Regions from separate parts of the Zea mays genome. Here all the other regions are linked to region 2. Evidence: chromatin contacts called from public Hi-C data. All regions are on one chromosome and are shown on one strand. Each heading gives the region's core, a stretch centred on a gene start, on an enhancer-like site or on the middle of the called end of the contact. The rest is flanking DNA. Distances are from core to core; before and after follow the strand shown. Region 1 holds the start of LOC100281345. Region 2 holds the start of LOC103643837 (histone H3.v1). Region 3 holds the start of LOC100285345 (Ribosomal L18p/L5e family protein). Region 4 holds the start of LOC103643835 (protein UPSTREAM OF FLC).

Evidence for each region. Hi-C and Micro-C count contacts between places; a contact is called where the count stands out from the background.
Region 1: a Hi-C map of ear shows a contact between it and region 2, with 2.3 times the contacts expected there. The contact joins the promoter of LOC100281345 here to the promoter of LOC103643837 in region 2. A contact is called at or near these places in 2 of 25 Hi-C or Micro-C datasets (ear and leaf).
Region 3: a Hi-C map of tassel shows a contact between it and region 2, with 3 times the contacts expected there. The contact joins the promoter of LOC100285345 here to the promoter of LOC103643837 in region 2. A contact is called at or near these places in 2 of 25 Hi-C or Micro-C datasets (ear and tassel).
Region 4: a contact with region 2 is called in a Hi-C map of tassel, with 4 times the contacts expected there. The contact joins the promoter of LOC103643835 here to the promoter of LOC103643837 in region 2. A contact is called at or near these places in 8 of 25 Hi-C or Micro-C datasets (bundle sheath, ear, leaf and 3 more).

Annotation. Positions count from the first base shown.
Region 1 is chr1:269,160,920-269,163,619 of Zm-B73-REFERENCE-NAM-5.0, forward strand. LOC100281345 reads left to right here and starts at 1,315. Exons shown (of 4, transcript NM_001366166.1): 1 at 1,315-2,002; 2 at 2,131-2,206; 3 at 2,323-2,438. The coding sequence starts at 1,381. LOC103643833 (HIPL1 protein) reads left to right here. Exons shown (of 7, transcript XM_008666991.2): 7 at 1-393. The coding sequence ends at 209.
Region 2 is chr1:269,468,821-269,471,520 of Zm-B73-REFERENCE-NAM-5.0, forward strand. LOC103643837 (histone H3.v1) reads left to right here and starts at 1,302. Exons shown (of 4, transcript XM_008667001.3): 1 at 1,302-2,148. The coding sequence starts at 1,648.
Region 3 is chr1:269,770,304-269,773,003 of Zm-B73-REFERENCE-NAM-5.0, forward strand. LOC100285345 (Ribosomal L18p/L5e family protein) reads left to right here and starts at 1,312. Exons shown (of 2, transcript NM_001349065.1): 1 at 1,312-1,363.
Region 4 is chr1:269,203,479-269,206,178 of Zm-B73-REFERENCE-NAM-5.0, forward strand. LOC103643835 (protein UPSTREAM OF FLC) reads right to left here and starts at 1,433. Exons shown (of 7, transcript XR_561334.2): 1 at 539-1,433; 2 at 121-453.

The DNA.
Region 1 (2,700 bases), core at 65-2,564, 310 kb before region 2:
TCGTCCTGGCGAGCAAGGGCGTGTACCGCGTCGTCAGGCCCAGCCTCTGCGGCTACACCTGCCCCGCGGAGAGACCGGCGACCGACAACGGCACCGCGCCAGGTCCAGGCGGGCCGTCGTCGGGCGCTCCCGCCGCGACACGGCTAGGGAGGTCGGTGGCGGCGGTAGCGGTAGCTCTGGCGTTGATCCCGTGTGTGCTGTTACTGTGACCTTCAGATGTGTGTCTCGTGCGATGTAGTAGGATCAGTCGTAGCTGAAGCTACTGGGAGCTGGAAGAGTACATACGTATAGCGTGAGTAACGAACACTCAAAAACAGTTGTGCTATGTGGATGCCTCTGGACAAGACAAAGAGCAATGGGTAGTTTTGGCGCGGCGCTGGAACGTTCGGTTCAGGAAAGGGTTGTTGGAAGGCGCGGAGGAATCAGCTCTTGTCCCCAACGCAGCAGCGGCTCCTCGGTTCTGGCCACGGGGAACGTCGCTCTCGTCTGGCGGCTGCGCGTCCTCGTGCTGGGACGGAATGCCGTCGCGCCGGCCCCGTCGTGTCGTGCGGAGGCGTGGCCGCCCAAACGGGGAAACAGGAGCAATATGTGCTCTGTTTAACAATTCGACAGCAGACGGATCACAACGCAACAAAAATCCAATGATGCGATCCTCGCTGTCAACGTTCGTCGGTTGTGTTCCAACTCGCGGGCCTGGCCGGACTGTATAATGGGTACACAATGGGATGGTGCGGTAGGTGTAGGCACTGCACGCACGTACGCGGCTCCCGTGACTGCGCCAGGTACGTTTGTACGTGTAGGGCTTAGAACCTTGTGGCGGCAGAGCAAAGATTCGGGCTCGATTTCGCCTCGCACACCGCCGCTGGCGTGACTGCGTTGGGAATGTTTCTGTTTCCGGAATGGGGAGCGTCCTCGATCTGCTTGCTTGCTTGCTACGGTCGTGTCGTGTGCGCCACCACGTTGGGGCCCAGCCGGCCATCCCAACTGCTCGAGTCTCTGAACGACCTGTTGGTACGGCCGGCCAGGCCTGCCTTCCGGACGGTACCACGCATTTGCTGATTTGCCCATTGCACTTGCACGCACGTCGAGTCGAGCCATCGCGCCATTAGTAGGGCCGGCCGGCAGGCGGCAGCTCAATCCATATCGTGTCTCGTCTCGTGCCGTGCCTCCTTCTCACACAGCGCCACGACTTACGTGATTACGTCACGGTTCCGATGCCAATGCCATGCTGGCACGACACGACGAAACCATAAAGAGCGCGACCCAGCCTTGCCGGCTTCTCCACTCTCCAGTGCCCTGCCAATCCCCCGCTCTCCCGCCTACCGCCAGGCCCAGGCGCCAGCCTCCAAAGTCCAAACCCAGCTAGAGCTTAGAGCTAGCATGGAGTCCGCCGCCCCGTGCCCGCGCGCGCACGCGCACCCCGTGGACCTCCGCTGGCTGCTCTCCGTCGCCGCCGGCGGCCTCTTCGCGCTGCTGCTGGTGCTGCTGGCCACCTCCCCGTCGTTCCGGCTCGCCTCCACCTCGCCCTCACCCCGCCTCTTCCTCGGCCCCGCGTCCGGCTCCTCCCGGGCGCGCCCACCACTCTTCGTCGAGCCCGCCCTGTCCCGCCCGGCGGCGCCGTCCCCGCCCGCGTCCGCCTCGCTCCCGCGCTTCGCGTACCTCATCTCCGGCTCGGCCGGGGACGCCGGCATGATGCGCCGCTGCCTGCTGGCGCTCTACCACCCCAGGAACCGCTACGTGCTCCACCTAGACGCGGAGGCGCCCGACGCCGACCGGGCGGGGCTGGCCGCCTTCGTCGCCGCGCACCCGGTGCTCGCGGCGGCGCGGAACGTGAGGGTGGTCGAGAAGGCCAACCTCGTCACCTACAGGGGCCCCACCATGGTGACCACCACGCTGCACGCCGCCGCCGCGCTCCTGTGGGGCGAGGGCAGGGGCCGCGGCGCCGACTGGGACTGGTTCATCAACCTCTCCGCCTCCGACTACCCGCTCGTCACGCAGGATGGTAAGCCACTGGTTTCCCCTTCCCTTGCCTCTCTGCTCCGATGGCGCGCGCCATGACCGGTGATGGTCGGGGTTGTTGTCCTGCTGAACCTGTGTGACGACGAGTGACGACGCTTCTGCCTGCTGCAGATTTGATGCATGTGTTCTCCAAGCTGCCGCGCGATCTCAACTTCATCGACCACACGAGTAACATCTCCTGGAAAGCGTACGTGCTCTGCTCTCGCTCGCATTGGTTGCAGACTTGCAGCTCCTATACGTGCGCGTGCGCTCTCAACGGATCTTTGTTCTTGGCGCTACTGAGATTATGTATGATATCGTCAGGTTTGCGAGGGCGATGCCGGTGATCATAGACCCGGCGCTGTACATGAAGAAAAAGGGCGATCTGTTCTGGGTGCCGGAGAGGCGGAGCTTGCCGACGGCATTCAAGCTGTTCACTGGTGCGTCTACTGCTCTCTCTCTCTCTCTCTCTCTCTCTCTCTCTCTCTCCACCCGTGATTGTTAACCTGACATTGACAGAGCACACTCATTCATTCAGTGCTAGCACCCAACTACTACCCCATCGCACGGTCGCAGTGCCTATATTTGTGTCATCTTTCTCTGTATACAGTAGTTGATTGGTCCACAGGAGAACTAGTCACAGCATGCAGCTAGATTGTTTTGAGTTGTCGCCATTGTAAGAAACTGAACTGTCTGAATGAT
Region 2 (2,700 bases), core at 52-2,551:
GAGTACGACGAAAGAAATGACATTGGTTAACGCGAAGGTTCAAGAACAGGAAGCCGCTAAATAAACCCAACTGATCATCATCACAATAAAAAAAACGCTAACGGCGCCACATATAGGATGCAGACGTGCGGTGAAATAGTCAAGTCAACATATATTAGACCAGAATAATGAACCGCTGCATGCAGCATCTCCCAGAAGGATCTCTGGACTTCTCTGCAAGCAAAGCAGGAAAGCTAGCTAGCGTGCATGCTTACAAAATGCTCCATTTCGGCAAGTGTTTTGGCATTAGATGTGGTTAACATTTGGAACAACGTTTGGAACACCGGCGTTGGCCGTCTTTGTGACTGATTTGTTTATTTATCCAGATATTTTTTGTTTTTGTGACTGATTTATAAGAAAAACAAAAAAACTGGATGAGAAATAAATCTGGACGGACAAATCAGCGACATAACCGAAAAATCTAAAAAAAACAAATCAGTGACAAAGACAAAAGGTATTGAATGTCCACTGTGGGGCTCGAGCCCACAACCACAATACCACAAGGTTAAGAGCCTTCCGTTGTACCGATTAGGCTAGATAGGCTTTATGGTTACACAACCGAGTTCGACGTTATAAATTTTGGCGTCGAGCTCAGTGCCACGTTGATGGCGGCGCTGTGTTACCTCGATGCCATAGGATATGACGACGAGCAAATGATCCAAAAATAACATTAAACATGATTTTTTAAGGGCCAAAATGCAAAAAAAAAAAAAAAAATCGGCCGCAGAAACGCGAAAAAGTCCACCGCACCCGATGAACCGAACGGAATCCCCAGGCATCCAGTCCAGAGCCGTGACCGCAACTAACCCCTACCCACACGTAGAGATGGCAACGGGTACAAACCCGCTGGGTTTTGCCGTCCCAAACCCGTACCCGTGAAAAATATCTATGCCCATTAAAAAACCCGTACCCGTGACGGGTTTGAGATTTTGCCCAAACCCGTACCCATCGGGTTAACGGGTACCCATGGGTTACCCACGGGTTTCATCTCCAATATAATTATCTTCTCATAATCAATAAGTATCATAATGATTAATGATATCATGATCCAAAATCTATGTAATAAACAACGAGTTCATGATTTGGTATAAAAATTATTAGTAGAGAGAATGAAATACAAATAATAAGTTGTATAATTAAGTGACCTTGCACTAAGTTATCCATCCACCACATATATAACGCTAGTAAAAACTATAATAGCAAGCAAGCAACACTCTCACCGATTACTGATACATTCACCAATTGTTAAAAATTATGAAGCAAATAAGGAATAACAAGTTTCTTGTTCGTTTATAAAATAAAATGACAATATGCACTAGGTTTGGTCGGGTTTAAAAAACCCACGGGTTCACGGGTTTGGGTACTATAGGAACAAACCCGTACCCATAAACCCGCTGGGTACAGATTTATGCCCATTAACAAACCCACGGGTATGAAAATTGGCCCAAACCCGTACCCTAATGGGGTAAAAACCCATCGGGTTTCGGGTTTCGGGTACCCATTGCCATCTCTACCCACACGCCACACACGCCCACCGCATCGGAGCAGAACCCACCAAACCCTACGTCGCCGCGGCGGTCGGAGCGGGCAGGGACCCTGGACTGGAGGATGGTGGCGATCTCGATGTACCGCGGCAACCTCCACATTGGCGGCCCCGACAGCGGCGCCTCTGCCCCGCGCCGATGGGAGGCGCCCCGGCCGACCCTCGACGTGAAGCGGTTCCGCCGCCTCCTGCGCAACCGCTTCCGTGCTGTCGCGCGCCTCGCCGGGACGCCGCTGGGGCAGGCCTCCCCGTCCTCCTCGGGCATGGATGGCGGCCGTGGCGCCGCGGACCCCGAGCGGGAGGCACCGGACGAGGAGGGAGGAGCGGGCGACGGGGGAGAAGAGGAGCAGGAGCAGTTGCAGCACGACCAGGACCAGGACCAGCAACATCAGGAGGAGCAGGGGAACGTGGAGGCGGAGGCGGAGGATCCGGAACAGCAGGAGGAAGAAGAGGAGGGGGCGGTGGAGGACGCGGACATGGAAGATGCGGGGGAGGTAGTCGTTGATGGCGATGCGGAAGAAGGTCAGGGTGAAAGTGAAGGTGTTGACCCAAAGCCGGAGGAGGAGGTGAGGGCCGTCCGAATTCTTCTTTACCACTTTGGCTTTCAGTTCATTGTTTGTCCATGGGTATCTGTGTGTAATTGCTATGAGACCGTGACACTTAGAATTGCTAATAGCAATCGGAAATTTAGGGAACGCTGTAGATACTGAGACTGTATGTTGCAAGTTAGTCATGAAAGAAATTAAGTATTGCAGTGCGTAGGACTGTAGGAGGATATTGATGGATGCAATTAAGAGTTAAGTTTCCATGAAGGAATTGACAATAATGAGTTCTGGAAGTAGATTCTAGATTAGGCATCTGCGTACTTGTTCAGTCTGGCAAAAAAAAAAATAAAATTGGAAGCTATTTCCTTCTTGCAGTGAAGAATGAATCTTCTGAGATAGATTAGTCAGCACTAAACATTGTAGTTTATAGTTGACCAAAACAGTATTACGTTCTTCTGTTAGGAACTTGGAATGCTCGATTGCTGCTGAACGTAAAATTATTTGGATTGAGACTGTTGTATTATTTACTTGGAGATTTTCTCTGGTGCTCTTTTGAAAGCACAAGTACTTGAG
Region 3 (2,700 bases), core at 62-2,561, 300 kb after region 2:
ACATCATCAATATTTCACCCCTATTTTTTTTATCTCCCGCAGCGATTCCCCCTAAATACTCATCCTATACCCCACTACAACTATAAAATATCATTTTTTATATATACTTTTCATCTATTATAAATTTTTCATCTACTAACAATTAGAAGTGAGCCCACGTGAATAGTGTTTGAAGAGTACCACACGCACGCCAGAACGAGGGAGAGAGAGAAGCGTACCTCCGCGTAGAGCGCCTGGTAAGGGAGCCGCTGCAGCCAGACGGGCGCATGTAACCGCCATGCATGCTACAAGGCAAGGTGAGGGGGGGTCGCGCAGCAGGCGCTGCGGACAGCCTTAGGGCATGCACGAGTACGACTCCGAATCGGTAGAGTAGAGACTGCCATGTGGTTTTCTAAATTTCCTATAAAAGGGCGAACAAATTTTTTTTTGCGTCCTAACACGCTAAATAGTTTCCTCCTCCCAGTTATAGGTGTACATTCGGGCTGCCCGGTCCGGCCCAAGCCCGAAAAGGCCCGTATTGTTTGAATTTCGGGCTGGCCCGGCCCATTTGAATTCGGGCCGGGCCGGCCCATGGGCCTAACCCTCGGCCCACGGCCTGGCCCGTAATTGCTTAAACGTGCCGGGCTCATTTCGGGCGGTCCGAAATTATAAAAGCCCGAAATTCACATTAGGGCCCGAAATTCAATTTTTGGCCCGAAATACAGTTTTTGGCTCGAAATTCACATCAGAGCCCGAAATTCAAAACAAATTTAATAAAACAAATAAAAGATAAGACAAATAAATTTGACCAAAAGCAAACTTAATATTTGTATTAAGTTACTAGAGCTATGCAATGACTACCTCGTTTACAAAACATTTTGTTAGAAAGAAAAAAAGTATAATCAGCTCTAAATAAAGTTCGTAAGTTCAATTTATTATCTAATGTCCATAACAAAAATAAAATTACATCACATACTCTAATTCAAAGCTAAAAAACATATAACTAACATTATCTATAGCTTTGTGTTCTTTATCAAGTACATGAAAGTGTGGAATGAAGTGTGATTTTAATAAATATATGAGCCTTTTCGTGCCTCTATATGTGGCATTTCGTGCCTGCCTTAAACGGGCCGTGCTCGTGCCCACCCATGGGCCGTGACCTCGGCCCAAACCCGGCCCGATATATCAGGCCGTGCCGGTCCGGCACTAAAATATTTCGTGCCGTGTCGTGCCTAGACCGTGCTTTTTTTACCGTGCTTCGGGCCGGCCCATCAGGCCCGGCCCAAATGTACACCTATACTCCCAGTGCCAGTGGCGACGACGGGCGATTGCGAGCCACCGCCCTCGCGAAGCACCTCGGACACGGCGACTGCCGACTGACCCGGTACACTGTTTCTCCCTCCCCATTTCTCTCTCTCCTGCGCTGGGTTTAACGCAGCGGTAGGCGATTTCCCCCGATGCCCCCGTCGTGGGTTTGTCCCCGTGGAAAGAAGCACCGCTCCCGTGGAAACAAGAAGTCGTTCTAGGGATCCAAGATGGCGGCGCGGATGCTCATCGCCGATCCGCCCAGAATACTACGCCGTCAAGCCCCCAAGCCCCATGCACCCACCTCTCCAGCCACTCCTCCCGCTGCCAAAAAGCCAGATCTGGTTGAGCGCACTGCAGATTTCGCGGTAATTGTTTCATCGAGACTGCCGTCTCCAGCGCCCGGTGGACCGCCGCCGGTGTGCAGCGACGACATAGAACTCGTCCCAGAGACTCCACAGTTCAGGGTAAGCCAGCTTCGAATGTGGTAGTACCCAACTAAAGTTTGTCTCTGTCATATCGAATTTTAAATGATAATTATGGATGTTAACTATAGTTTAATTATAAAACTAATTACACAGATAAAGGCTAAAAACAAGACGAATTTATTAAGCCTATATTTAATACTTATAATTGATATTCAAATATTTAATATGCACGAACTAAACACCCCAAACTCACCTACGCAGATGTTGTCAGGAAGCAGCCCTCCTCTATACATGTCCAAACATGCCAGTATGCCACCCGGCCCGGCCTGGCATGCTAGACCACCCGGCCCGGCCTGGCATGCTAGACCACGACGTGTTAGGGCATGGACATGAAAAGAACGATTAGTCTGTCGCGTCGCGTCGTGTCTAAGGTAGAGCCAAGCCATGGCACGGGTATTCCTTAAGGGCTGGTTTGGTGACCAGGGGATTGGAGGGGATCGATTCGCTCTAGTTCCTTAGTCACCAAATCAGCCTAAGCCACGACGTGCCCGTGTCGGTCTCAACTCCCAAAAAATCAAATACACAAATTTATAGGCTCTCAAGTGTGTTGCGCGGACGGGAGGGGTGTAAGAGGAGCCTCAGAGGGGAGGAAGGAGAGGGAAGCGGTGGCTGTGAGGTGAGCAGGTGGCGTCGCGATGGATGGGGGCAAGGGCGAGTATGGGAGAGGCGATAGTTGGAGTCAGGAGATGGGGATGGGATGAGCCTGTCTCGACGGGAGTGGGGAGTTTAGTAGGTTAGACTATGGTTAATGTGGGAGCCAAGTGGCTAGGAGAAAATTTACCTTTGCCATAGGCCTTTTTTCCTCTTTTGTCTTGAAGGCCTAAATCCCTCATTTGGGCCTATTTTTGTTTTTACGTCTTCTCTTTCTATTGTACTTTGGCTCCTTTTTCTCCCCTCAATATATTTTTTTGGCAAATGCCCTGCGCCC
Region 4 (2,700 bases), core at 183-2,682, 270 kb before region 2:
GAAGCCCGCCCGCCCGCCGCCACCCCGGGAAAAAGAGCAGAAAATAAGCCATCGTCGGTAGACGAGCACCCGCGGAGAAAACTGGAATTTGGATACGAGGACGCGCATCCGCTAGCTTACCTCTGAGATAGAGCCCCTCCGGCGAGGCCAGCGGCACCTCGACGAAGTGCGGGTGCTCGAGGTGGCGGCTCCGGGTGAGGTAGTACACCACCGGCACCTTCCGCGCCGCCGGCCTCCGGCGCTCGGGGCTCCGCGGCCGCCGCCCCCGGCTCTCCATCCTCGCCCAACCTGAGTTTCACACGCTCCTCCCCCTCCTAGGAAGAAACTGAAGTCGCGTCAGCAGCAGGAGAGAATCCGGAAAACCCGCGGCTGGCTGGCTGGCTTGTGGCTGCCCCTGCTGCCCTTCAGTTACATCACATCAGACGACGGCGGCACAAAATGCAAGCCTGGCAACTTCCCAATTTCCCATCGAGTAATTAAATAATATAAACAAGACAAGGACAGGGGACGAGTCTGCAGCGGAGTGAGGGAGGGGTACCTCGAGCTCCAAGTCGAGATTAGCGGGCGGGCGCCTCCAGACCCTGCATTCGCCGGCGGCGCCGAGACTGGACCTCGCTGGTGCCGGCAACCAGATCAGAATCGGGACGAGAAGAGAGAGAGAGAGTCGGCTGGGCACGGGGCAAGGCGCGGCGCGCGGTCCTTTTCGAGGTCACTGGCGCGGGCACATGAGGGGGCGGGGCACCGGGGAACTGATCCCAAACTTTCCTCTCATATCTTTGGCGCTGCTGCAGCGGGGGAGCGGGCGATGTGACCACAGCAAGGGCCAAACGGGCGCGTACAAACAAAAACCCCTCGGTTGGAGCTTTCCCCCCGGCCGGTGACGGCGCGGGAGTGGAGTGGAGTGGAGGGGAGGGGGCGTGGGATGGGAGGCAGGCGCGGACACGCGGGTGCGTCCAAGCCTCAACAGGGTCGGTTTACAGCGAGGCGTGGCGTGGCCGCGTGGGGAGGAGCACGACGAGAGGGAAAGCAGCGGGACGAGACGAGCTCAACAAGGCAATGGCTGCATTGAATCGGGGCGGGGCGGGCCTGCAGAACGGGAGCCTTTTCGGGCGAGCAGAAGCAGGCAAGGGAATGACTTTTTCCCTCGTCCTCTCGACGGCGAGTCTGCGGCGGCCTGCGCCTGGTGCGCGTCAGGTTAATGGCGGGGAAGGGAAAAGGGGTAGAGAGCACGGGCCAGCAGGGGCGCAGCCAGGAGCTCGAGGTCAAACGGCAGTATGTATGGCGCAGGGGAATAAAGCAGCGGGTACTGGGACTGGGACTGCGGATGCGGGCGACGGGAAGAGAACAGGAGGGGAGCCGGTGGCATTGATTGCGCTTGCGCCCGTCGCGCCAATGCCTGCCTAGCCGCGGAGCGCGGAGGCCGGAGACGGCTCGGCGGTCATTGGCGGAAAGTGCAAGCACCGGGTGGGTTAATCATGGACCTCCCTCCCTCCCATTGCGGTGTGGAGACGTGGATTGGTTCGTTGGCGTCCGGTAGCGGCACGCACGGGACAGAGGAGACACACCCCTCTTGACGAGACTTGACCCTTCTACTACCAAACAGAGAAATAGCCATGACCCTATCCCTCCGGGTGCAACAACCAGCTGAAAGATTGTTTTATCCTGGAGTACCTATCAAACAGAAAAGAAAAAAAAAAGGCAAACACAGTCCACGGCTCCCCGCTCCAAGCAAACAAAAGAAATCAGAGCCTGTCCTCACCGCATCTCAGGCTGACCTTGTGGCGCGCCGAGCTGCCCTGCGCCTGCGTCTAGGCTTAGTGTGGTGCCGCCGATGCCGCCCGAGCCGGCCCGGAAGACCCCTCTGACGGTGAAAAGGGCTGGCGTGGTAAATCATTGTAGAGCGCCGTGTACGAAAAGCTTCCAGCTTTATGATACAACAGCTTTTATGCGTGCCGAATGTCCTACGGAGTCACTAGCCAAGCGTTTAGTTGTCCGCACAATGAGAGCCAAGACTTATATGCATTGACCATGATCTAAAGTAGCGTGTTTGATTCGATGCATCTAAGAGGCTGACCGTGCAAGAACTAATGTAGCATAGGCTTATTTGACTGTACCTGCACATACGCATGAAACGGTCGTATCTGGTGGACAAGGCTTGCACGAGCCTAGCTGTACGCGCACAACCATCCAACCACGTAATCCAATCACGCAGTATAGGGACGTTTCCGAGACCATGAATCAGTTTTACAAGGATAAGAGTACAAGAGATAGTTAAAGAACTGTACAATATAATTCTATTTCTTTAAGTTATGTACAAATAATTATTTGGAAATGGACACTTTTCAAAAAAAAAAAAAAAAAACTAGAAACTCCACGTTAAATGGGTTTGTACATACCTTAGGGCTGATTTGGTGATTAGGGATCCCAAGGGGAACCATGGGGGAGAAATTCCCTTGTAGTTCAATTTTGAATAGCAAGAGGATTTCTTCTTCTCGGGATCCCGGGTCACCAAATCAGTCCTTAAGGATATGTACAAACTAGAGATCTCGGTTAGTTTTCTAAGTATAGGCATGCTAATGGCAAAAAAATCCAATCCACTTCCATCCATACCTAAATATAATAACTTTGATATCCATCTCACATCCACTCTAAAATATAAGAATAAAATTAAACCCAATACCCAATAATATTATTGACCCC